3 separate regions of the Sus scrofa genome follow, and regions 1 and 3 are each linked to region 2. Evidence: chromatin contacts called from public HiChIP or PLAC-seq and promoter capture Hi-C data. All regions are on one chromosome and are shown on one strand. Each heading gives the region's core, a stretch centred on a gene start, on an enhancer-like site or on the middle of the called end of the contact. The rest is flanking DNA. Distances are from core to core; before and after follow the strand shown. Region 1 holds the start of LOC100626988 (nitric oxide-associated protein 1). Region 2 holds the start of CEP135 (centrosomal protein of 135 kDa). Region 3 overlaps LOC100621006 (RE1-silencing transcription factor-like).

The links. Promoter capture Hi-C pulls out the DNA fragments that hold promoters and counts their contacts. HiChIP or PLAC-seq counts read pairs in DNA pulled down with a chosen protein or histone mark.
Region 1: a promoter capture Hi-C map of liver shows a contact between it and region 2, with 4 times the contacts expected there. The contact joins the promoter of LOC100626988 here to the promoter of CEP135 in region 2. A contact is called at or near these places in 1 of 5 promoter capture datasets (liver) and 1 of 47 Hi-C or Micro-C datasets (heart right ventricle).
Region 3: a contact with region 2 is called in an H3K27ac HiChIP or PLAC-seq map of skeletal muscle, with 10 times the contacts expected there. The contact joins the enhancer-like site here to the promoter of CEP135 in region 2. A contact is called at or near these places in 5 of 47 Hi-C or Micro-C datasets (embryonic fibroblasts, heart right ventricle, omental adipose tissue and 2 more) and 2 of 2 datasets of contacts at active chromatin or transcription factors (alveolar macrophages and skeletal muscle).

The regions. Positions count from the first base shown.
Region 1 is chr8:56,082,457-56,086,168 of Sscrofa11.1, reverse strand. It overlaps LOC100626988 (nitric oxide-associated protein 1), which reads left to right and starts at 2,287. Exons shown (of 4, transcript XM_013978717.2): 1 at 2,287-2,536; 2 at 2,539-3,036; 3 at 3,039-3,712. The coding sequence starts at 2,287. The coding sequence ends at 3,421. The region is part of intron 1 of LOC100621006 (RE1-silencing transcription factor-like); the gene reads right to left.
Region 2 is chr8:55,249,602-55,253,053 of Sscrofa11.1, reverse strand. CEP135 (centrosomal protein of 135 kDa) reads right to left here and starts at 2,152. Exons shown (of 26, transcript XM_021101350.1): 1 at 1,904-2,152.
Region 3 is chr8:56,132,810-56,136,605 of Sscrofa11.1, reverse strand. All of the region lies in intron 1 of LOC100621006 (RE1-silencing transcription factor-like), which reads right to left. Among named protein-coding and RNA genes, the nearest start is that of POLR2B, 98 kb to the left of the region's middle. Within about 2 kb of position 1,360, at least 22 of the 83 cell types and tissues checked have an H3K27ac peak or open chromatin away from gene starts, as enhancers often do. A contact at or near this core is called in alveolar macrophages, retroperitoneal adipose tissue and skeletal muscle, where this site is marked.

The sequences.
Region 1 (3,712 bases), core at 1,038-3,537, 830 kb before region 2:
AATATAAATCAGCACAATCACCAAGGTGGTCACTTGGCACCATTCAGCAACGTATCAGTATTTTGTATAATGTGCACATCATCTGACCTGACAATCCTATACCTAAAAATTCATCCTACAGATACACTCCTACTGGACAAAGTGGCATGTACAGGGTTACTCATTAGAACATTGTTTGAAGCAGAAAAAGACTGGAAATAACCCAACTATCCATCGAGACACAAATGAAGTTATGGTATATCCACACAAACTAGGCAGCTGCAGAAAAAGTAGGATGCTCTCTCCCTACTGATAGGAAAACCTCCTGGATGTAGATGTATAAAGCAAAAAATAAACGTGTAGAAGAGTGGTTAGAACCTGGCACTTTCACCACCTGGAAACAGATCCCACAGGCAACAGTTACAGAGCAGTGCCATTTGGCCCGGGGTGGGGTAGAACACCATGGCGATTTGTCTGAGCATAAGGAAAGTATATGGACAGCTAAGAATCTAAGTGGAAAGGGCTCACTGCAGACAGAGAGATGGTGGACAGTTTGCATTTTTAAATTTTCTAGCCTGTGAGCCATAAGAATATACTTTAGAGCTTAACTCAAAAGTTAAGGTAGGAGTTCCCCTCCTGGCACAGTGGAAACGAATCTAACTAGGAACCATGAGGTTGAGGGTTCGATCCCTGGTCTCCAACAGCGGGTTAAGGATCCGGCGATGCCGTGGTGTATGTAGGTCGAAGACACAGCTTGGATCTGGCGTTGCTGTTGCTGCGGCACAGGCTGGCGGCTGTAGCTCCGATTAGACCCCCAGCCTGAGAACCTCCATGTGCCGTGGGTGTGGCCCTAAAAAGACAAAAGCCGAAAAAAAAAAATGAAAATATGGAATTCTACATGTAAAAAATTATACATGTAAAAAAAAAGATACTGGCCCTATTCAATAAGCAAACACCACCTCCTAGAACTGTGTCACCTTGTGGAAAACGGAGATGTAAAAGTCATCTCTCAAGATAATTTACTTAAGCGGAAAGCAGAGTGAAGGACGCCAAACAAGCCCAATCCCCCCTCCCACCCTGTATTCTCTGCACCAGCTGTATTTGCAGAGCCTAGCACATCGCCCGGCACAAGCTGACGTTCAAACATTCGACTATTCAATAAATCCACTACCTCTGACCTTAAGGGAAATCGAGGAGCCCTTTGCTTCAGATGAACCCCAAACACCGGTACTGGTCGCATGGGGGGCCGCTCTTCCAAAACGGGGAGGTGTCACTTATCCAGAAGCAGCCAGTGGAGACAACAAATGTCATAAATGCTGCGCTCCCCGCCGGTCCACCTTCCAAATCCCTGGTTCGTCCCCGGCCCGGGGAAGGCGGAGGGGGGAACGCCTGGGGACCCTGCGCGGCGGGCGGGTGAGAAGGCCACAAACCCTCGACTCGCCCGGCTCCCACGTTTCCCCCTCGAGCGGGTCGCCGCGGTGTTTCTGAGGGGCCACCTACCCTCGTCTGCGTCACACAAACCCACAAGTGGGTCACAAGACGCGAACCCAAAAAAGCACAGGGAGAAAAGACCACCGACGACCTGAGCACCACACAAATGAACCCAGTCTGGGGGTCCCAAAACTTCCTGTACCTCACGCCAGCACCGCCCACTAAGACTCCCCGTAAGATCTGCGCTAGCGTACCAAGCCAGCACCGCCCATGGGGGCGCCTAGTAAGGTCTGCGCTTGCGCTCCAAGCCAGCACCGCCCACGGGGACGGCGCTTAAGGTCTGCGCCTGCGTCCCAGGCCTGCACTGCCCAAGAGGCTGCCGCATACTGTGTGCGCCTGCGCGAAGAGTGAAGCATTTGCTAACGTCCAGAATTGCACATGCGCAAATCGTGGGTTCAGACTTCTCTGGTCAGAAGACATGACTACGGCTACGCTCAGTCTTGGAACCAGATAATAAAGTTTTTTTTAATATTCCACTAATAATGACACCTGAAAAAAACCCAAGTGGATGTATCACAAAAGGCTTTGTGGTTATAATTTTACGGCCTTAGGTGTTATATATTTGCCAGTTACATAGCCAAAAAACAGGAAGAAATGAGATTTCCGAGCTGCAGACAGTACCAGCGGCAGCGCGCTGAAGAAGCCCGGAAGTAGGCAAAGCTTCACTGGCTGCCCAAACTGGCCAACCCAGCGGAGCCCGCACCTACAAAGCCTTTAGCTTCGCTTTAGGTGGGTTCTCGGCATCAGAGGCTTCATCGCGAGATCTCACGAGATGAGACCAGGGAGGAGGAGCCGAAGGGCGACGCTGACCAATGACAACTCTCTGGTCGTCCCAGGCTTTTTCTCGTTTACCGCGCAGCTGGGGCCGCAGTGCGCGCGCGAAGGGGTGGTCCGCCCCTTGCCACCCTTGCTCCTAGGCTGCCGTGTGGCCTCCTGCAGGGAGCCTCTCCCACGGCCGCGCGCCTTTGGCTCCGGGACGCGCTCCTGGATAGGAGATGAGTGGTCAGCCTCTCATCCCAGCACTCGTGGGGCCTGGGCCGTGGGCGTCCTCCGTGCCAGACTGAGACTGGGGTCAGCGAAGAGAGGAGAGTTTTCTGTTCCCCAAGTACATCCCGGAGCCGGAGCCCGCACCGACCCGCCAAGACCAGCTACGAGAGGTGCAGCAGCGGCAAGAAGAGAACGAACGACAGATGCAGCAGCGGCGGGAGGAGCGGCGCCAGCAGAAGCTCCGGGCCGCTCGGCGGGTGCAGCGGGCGCAGCCGGTCGTGGGGCACCCGGACCCGACGGTGGCACCCAGCGGCCTGAACTGTTCGGGATGCGGGGCGGAGCTGTACCGCCAGGACCCCGGCGTGCCCGGCTACCTGCCCAGCGAGAAGTTCCTCCGCGCGGCGGCGCAGGCGAAGGGCGGGCTGGCGCGGACAGTGTGCCAGCGCTGCTGTCTGCTGGTGCACCACCGGCGCGCCCTGCGCTTGCGGCGGCTGGAGTCCGCGCTGGTGCTGTACAAGGTGGACCTGCTTGATCTGCCCGACGCCCTGCTGCCCAACGTGCCCGCGCTCGTGGGCCCCAAGCGCTGATCGTGCTGGGGAACAAGGTGGACCTGCTGCCCCAGGACGCCCCCGGATACCGGCAGCGCATCCGGGAGCGGCTGTGGGACGACTGCCCCCGCGTCGGTCTCCTGCCTCTTGGCTCCCGGAGGTCCCAACACCCCGGCCGGAAGCAGCCGCGGGACCGGGCGGATAAGGCGAACCACTCGGCCAGGTCCCATGCGGTGCTTAAGGACGTGCGGCTCATCAGCGCCAAGACTGGCTATGGAGTCAAAAAGTTGATCTCCGCGCTCCAGCGCTCCTGGCGCTACCGCGGCGACGTCTACCTGGTTGATGCCACAAACGCTGGCAAGTCCATTTTCTTCAGCATGTCCCAGCGTTTTTTGAGGGTTTTTTGGTTTGTTTAATTGTCTTGTAATGTGCTGGTTTAGCAGATTTTTCATTGTAGAATATAAGTTCCGTCTCTTTTTTAGGGCCGCACCCGCAGTATATGCAAGTTCCTAGGCGAGGGGTTGAATCGGAGCTGTAGCTCCGGGTCGCTCAGATCTGAGCCGCGTCTACACCACAGCTTTCGGCAACACCTATTCCTTAACCCACTGAGCAACGCCAGGGATTGAACCTGTTCTCGTGGATGCTAGTTAGATTCGTTAACTGCTGAGCCAGGACAGGAACTCTTTCTGTCTCAAGGTAAACCAGTT
Region 2 (3,452 bases), core at 903-3,402:
CCTGCGTTTCATACCTTGTAAGAACCTATAATGGAAAAGAATCATGTATAAATATATACATATAACTGAATCACTCTGCTATACACCTGAAACTAACACAACACTGTAAATTAACTATAGTGTCATCTAAAAAATGGTTAAGGAGTTCCCGTCGTGGGGCATTGGTTAATGAATCTGACTAGGATCCATGAGGTTGCAGGTTCAATCCCTGGCCTCGCTCAGTGGGTTAATGATCCAGCGTTGCCATGAGCTGTGGTGTAGGTTGCAGACGTGGCTCAGATCCCGCATTGCTGTGGCTCTGGTGTAGGCCAGCGGCTACAGCTCCGATTTGACCTCTAGCCTGGGAACCTCCATATGCCGCAGAAGCGGCCCAAGAAATGGCAAAAAGACACACACAAAAAAAGGTCAAAAAAAAAAAAAGTAGCTTGTTCCAAACTACAGGGCCACAAAGTGGGTGGGCGTCAGGTCCCAGTCTGGATCAGCACTCTGGCTTCTGCGCTGTGCCCTCAGCTTACATCACCGTGGAGTGAGTACCTCTCTTCCACAACTTCTTCTGACAAACCCTTCCTTCTTATCCTCTGCTAACCTTTCTCTGAATAAGGAGGCTGGCACTCCATACTAGTAGCTACCTCCTAGGTTCCTTCTATAAGAGGGACCTGACTGAGGCAGGGTGTTCCAGAGAAACTCCTGGAGACATGAGAAATGCAAACCCAGAATTATCAAGTGCCCATCCTGGCTCAGTGGAAATGAATCTGACTAGTACCCATGAGGACGCAGGTTTGATCCCTGGCCTCGCTCATTGGATTAAGGATCCATCGGAGTTCCCGTCTTAGCGCAGTGGTTAACGAATTCGACTAGGAACCATGAAGCTGTGGGTTCAATCCCTGACCTTGCTCAGTGGGTTAAGGATCCAGTGTTGCCCTGAGCTGTGGTGTAGATCGCAGATGCGGCTGGGATCCTGCGTTTCTGTGGCTCTGGCGTAGGCTGGCGAATACAGCTCCGATTGAACCCCTAGCCTGGGAACCTCCATATGCCGCAGCAAGTGGCCCTAGAAAAGGCAAAAAGACAAAAAAAAGGATCCATCGTTGCCTGAGCTGTGGTGCACGTCACAGACAGGGATTGGATCCTGCATTGCTGTGGCTGTGGTGCAGACAGGCAGCTGTGGCTCCAATTTGACGCCTAGCCTGGGAACTTCCACATTCAAGGGGTGCGGCCCTAAAAAGCAAGAGAATAAAAATAAAAAAACCCAGAACCAGCAGGACCTCGCCATCCAAACATTTCTCCTTGTCTGGCACCGACTTTGGTTACCCAGAAATACTACCTGCTCACATCCTTCTAAGATAGAGAAGCAGGAGTACGAATCAAAACACTCATCAACACACAAGAGAGATGAAAGATTAAAATCCTTCCAAGAAGGACAAAAAGCTGGTACCAACGTTCCCCACCCCCGCTCCAGGAGCGTCTGTACTCAGCTCCCTGCAGGACAACAGGCGCGGAGGCTCGGCGCTCCACGCGCGCTCACCACCACCCGGAGCCAGCGCGGCGCGTTTTCCCAGAGGCCCGGGACGTGTCTACGCCCAGGCCCGAACCGAACCGGGTCCTTCCCTGAGAGCCGCAAACGGGCGGAGGTCGCCGCCAAGGCTCGGCCTGCGCTCGGGCCTGTCTGCGTTTACCAAGCGCCGAGGGACCAGCTGGGAAGAGGGCGCTCCCACCTCGAGCAACCGGCCAGCAGCAGCGGCTGCGCGGGGCCGGTGGAGGCTGCCGCGAGCGCAGCGGCGGAGCCAGGTCCGCAGCCCGAACCCGCTCCCCGCACGGCTCCCGCCAGCGGGCGGCCGCGGCGCCAGAGTCCCCGCCCGGGCCCCACTTCCTCCCCCACCGCGCCGCCCGCCCGGTCCGTGCTCACCCGCCGCCCCGGCTGCCGCTCCCTCCGCTCGCGGTCGCATCCCCTGCGCCTGCCTCGCTCGCTGGCTTCCGCCGCCGCGGACACCGGCTCCGGCGCTGGGACAGTTTGAAAATGGCACGGACGGACTATCGCGACCGGCGCGGAGTAGGCGCAGCGGTTGCCTCGGTAACGGGAGCGGAAGACGGGTCGCCGCGCGCGGCGGGGACGCGCCCGATTCTGATGGCGGCGCCGGGCCCAGGCCCGGAAACGAACGGGCCTGGAAGGTGCGGCGCTGCGGCGCCTTCTGGCGGCGGGAGCCGGAACCACCGCGGCGGCCGTCGTCCAGGCTGCGCCTGTCGTTGCCTTGAACTTCCTTGACCTTCGGGGCGCTGGGTTAGAGCCTGTGCAGCCCTGGTCCCTGCAGCCGGTTAGCCTTCACCCTCCGGGGACGCCTGCTCCCCACGTGAACTCAGCCGAAGTACCCGGTTGTCTGTGCAACTTTCCCTGACAACCACCCAACGCAGTTAACTAACTTTGCTCCCGCACCCCCGGCCTCTTACAGATGTCCAGATCCCAATATTATACTCATCCCGTTATGATGAGCATAACATCATTGCGTTTGAGTTCTTGAGTTAGAGCTCCTCTGTCAAACGTCATTGTCTTTGTATGTTTACCTCTGCCGCCCCCTACTGCGCATTCCTGGAGTCAGTTTATTTCACTCAGCTGTTTCTCTAGCACCAACCGCAAGAAACATTCGAGAATGGAATCAAATGTAAATCAACTGGCTATAGAGAACCTGTTCACATTGAGAAAATGCATGGTCGGATATTGGAATTCCATTTGTCGCGTGGAAACTTCTAGATGATCAGAGAGGCGTTCATCGCCTCCTGTTTACTCTTCTCCCAAGCAGGGCATCCATTTTGAAGATGCACTTAATCCTTGTGTATATATATCTCACCTAATTGCTCTGTGGGCCGTGAATAACTTTGTACGCATTCATATATCGCTTTAACCGTTTCCGCAGGGAGCCCTGTCCCTCTTCCCACATCCTTCAATAAGCTGTTTTATGGAATTTCTAGGAGGCAATGAGGCTCCGTGGATGGCTTTTGTAGTCTTGAACACGTACAGTTAAAGACTTTTTTGTTGCCTAGCAACAAATATCTTTTTTGAAAATAGGGAGCCATAAATAAATATCATAGCAAATGACTATGCAACAGTCACCCAGTCCAGAAGACTCTTTGGCTTCCCTTTGTCCCAAACACATAGCCATTAGAAAATACAAAAACTAAAATCAAAGAAATTTAAAAGATGAGTGGGACACTGAAGTTGCAGTCCAGTTTTGCTCCAGATGTCACGGAAGACCAGTGCAGGCGCACTGCTGGGCCGCAAGGCCTGAGGTCAGGGCCCTGGTTCCTCTGGCACACAGAATTATTGCTGCTCAGCACTCAGGTCCTGGCTTTGAGCGAGAGGGTGGGCTGAGGAGGCAGAAAGAAAAAGAAACCAAGCCTCATCTGGGCTCTCTAGGTCCCCCACATCACCCTGAGACAGGAGCCCTGATTGTGGAGCAGAC
Region 3 (3,796 bases), core at 111-2,610, 880 kb before region 2:
GCTCACGGCAACACCGGATCGTTAACCCACTGAGCAAGGGCAGGGACCGAACCCGCAACCTCATGGTTCCTAGTCGGATTCGTTAACCACTGCGGCACGACGGGAACTCCGGATTTTTTATTTATTTAAATTTTTTATTAAAAAAATTTTTTTTATAATGGATTTTTTTAAATTCAGCATAAGGCCTTGAGATCCGTCCACACTGTTGCCTATGTCAGTTGTTGGCTCCTTTATGTTGAGTAGTACTCCACAGTATAAATGGATCACAATTTGTTTAATGATGTACCGGACAAAGGATATTGGGGTTGTTTCCAGTTTCTGGACTATTAGCAATAAAGCTGCTATAAACATTCATGTACATAGCAAATCATGTACAGATTTTTGTATAAAAATAGGTATTTCTGTGGGATAAATGCCCAAGAGTGAAATTGCTGGATCATGTGGTATCTGCATGATTAGGGTTTTTTTTTTTTTTTTTTTTTTTTTTTGCTTTTTAGGGCTGTACCTGCAGCATATGGAGGTTCCCAGGCTAGGGGTCTAATTGGAGGTACAGCTGCCGGCCTACACCACAGCAACTTGGCATCCCAGCCATGTCTGCGACCTACATCACAGCTCTAGGGGCAACGATGGATCCTTAACCCACTGAGCAATGCCAGGGATCTAACTCACAACCTTACGGTTCCTAGTCAGATTCGTTTTCACTCCACCATGACAGGAACTCCTTCTCTAAAATTCTAAAGTTTCACTTTTACATCTAAATTTACATTCCACTTTGAGTTAATTTTAGCGTAACAAGGCTTCTTTTTTTATGCTGATGGGTGCATTTTAGAAACCTAGAATCAATAATTAAATGTAGATTAGATAATACCCTTTGATAGGGTTCGTAGATAAGATCTCTTGTTTGGCTCCACCACTTCAGAAGACTCACCAGCACTTGTGATCATCCTCGGCAGACCAGCAGCAAGGGACAGGGCACTAAGGTGAAAAGTCACATTTCTAGAAGTGTATTCAGCCAGATGTTTCAGGGTAAAAGAAAAATAATTTTGAGTGAAGTGACCACATAGAGCTAATTTTTTTTTTTTTTTAATTTTGGCAAAATTGCCAGACACTTTAGCAAATGCTCATTCACTGGGCACTGTGGAGATCTAAATGTATGAGTACCTAAAAAAGGGGCTCACAACAAAGCCACAAAGTTTAACTTTGAAGCAGACCTAGCTTGCAGTGTCCATGTCTGTTTGCATATTTGTCCAGGAGTCAGTAAGCTATGGTCCAGTCTAAATACAACCTGCTGCCTGTGTTTGTAGTGATGCTGGAACACAGCCACAGCCATGTGCTGACTCATAATCTGTCTGCTTTTGCACTATGGGGCAGAGGTGACCAGCTGTGACAGATTGCATGACACACAAAGTGAAAGTACTCACTCCCAGGCCCTCTGCCGATATGTTTTTTATTCTTGGCTGACAAATGCTGACACGACTCTGTGAAAAGCACCCTGGTATAAAATATTTCTAATGTGTGATATAAACTTTTTGGAACTGAATAACATAAAGGCAGCAGCATCCACGCACACCAATTTATAAGAAGTCTACTTTGAAGGGTAAAAGGCTGTCTTTTTGGAGATGAAATCCCTACTACCACAACTTTAAGCACTGGGCCCAAGTCTGTGCTCAGACTGTGGTTTGCATCCTGAACATCAAAGGTGAAGATGTTTATAAGCTACTGTCTGTTTTTTGGTAACAGAAATCGCACAAAGTTGAGAAAATATTTTTATATGACAGAAAAATTAGTCATACCAATTTTATGACCATTGTTCAAAGAACTGACATTTCTCAGAAAAGTGTGACACTCATTTCAACTTCACCCTCTGGGCTCAACAGGACCCTAGCCAGAACTTGAGCCATGCACAGTGCCAGGTGGAGTTCAAAGCTGCACACTGTCCCCCTGTCCCAGTGCCCACAGAGGCCCAACGATAAGGGATGGGGAGTGTGGCTCTGCCAGCCGCGAGGTTGTTTCACATTGGCTCTAAAGCCAGCCTTCCAGAATTTGTGCCACCAGAATTCCGGCACCCTCCCTTGGGCTTGGCCAGCAGGCTTCCCCTGCCAGCAGGATGCCTGTGGCACAGCGCAAGGCGGGGTCAGAGGAAGGCCTGGGTCTCTTTCAGCAGGGCTCATTCACGGTTCTCCCTTGGCACTGAGAGCTGGTTCCAGGCTCCAGCTTCATCACCCACTCTGGGAACTGCCTCCTCACGGTACCTCGTACCCCTCAGTGGCCCTGCTCAGAGGTCCAAGTCCCAGCGTCCCAGGGCCTCTCCTCCACTGTCTGGGCTCTGAGATCCCCAACCGCTCTCTTCTCTCCTCTGGACTTAGGGGGACCCCCAGGTGCTGAGCTTACTATCTGTGTCTGCTCCTTTTTTTTTTTTTTTTTTTTGTCTTTTTGCTATTTCTTTGGGCCGATCCCGAGGCATATGGAGGTTCCCAGGCTAGGGGTCTAATCAGAGCTGCAGCCCCCGGCCTACACCAGAGCCACAGCAACGCAGGATCCAAGCCGCATCTGTGACCTACACCACAGCTCACGGCAACGTCAGATCGTTAACCCACTGAGCAAGGGCAGGGACCGAACCCGCAACCTCATGGTTCCTAGTCGGATTCGTTAACCACTGCACCACGACAGGAACTCCTGCTCCTTTCTATTTTTCAGTTCTCTGACACTGGCCTGGCCGATGTTTTATATTAAATTCTTTCTAGTGAAATACCCAGCGAGGCTTGTGTTTTCCAGACCAGGCCCTGACTTAACCAGACAGTAGGTCACAGAATCAACACTAACACACAGACTAACACACAGACACACAGAGCTGACACTAACACACAGACTAACATGCACACACAGAGGTGACATTAACACAGAGACCAAGACACAGATACACAGACTAACACAGACACACAGAACTGACACTAACACACAGAACTGACACTAACACACAGAGCTGGAAAAGAAACAAGGCATATGGAGATTCCCAGGCTAGGGGTCGAATTGGACCTACAGCCGCCGGCCTACACCACAACCACAGCAACTTGGGATTCGAGCCTCATCTTCGACCTACCACAGCTCACTGCAACGCCAGATCCTAAACCCACTGAGCAAGGCCAGGAATCGAACCTGCAACCCTCATGGTTCCTAGTCAGATTTGTTAACCACTGCGCCACGACAGGAACTCCTGTTAAACTTCTTAAAATTTAATACTTTTAATAAAAAATGATACACGCCAGAAGGGTTATCATTATAAAGACCACAAATAACAAATGTTGGGGAGGATGTGGAGAAAAGGAACCTTCATACACTGTTTTGTTTTGTTTGTCTTTTTTTTTTTTTTTGTCTTTTTGCCATTTCTTGGGCAGCTCCCATGGCATATGGAGATTCCCAGGCTAGGGGTTGAATTGGAGCTGTGGCTGCTGGCCTACGTCCGAGCCACATCTGCAACCTACACCACAGCTCACAGCAACACCGGATCCTTAACCCACTGAGCGAGGCCAAGGATTGAACCCAAAACCTCATGGTTCCTAGTCGGATTCATTAACCACTGAGCCACGACGGGAACTCCTCATACACTGTTGATGGGTACGTACCAACACTGGTGCAGCCACTGTGGAAAGCAGTATGGCAGTTTCTTGAAAAATTACAAACAGAACTACCCTGTGATCTAGTGATTGCACTCCTGAGTATTTATCTGAAAAAAAATGAAAACACAAATTTAAAAAGATACATGCATCCCAACCTTCACAGCAGCACTATTTACAAT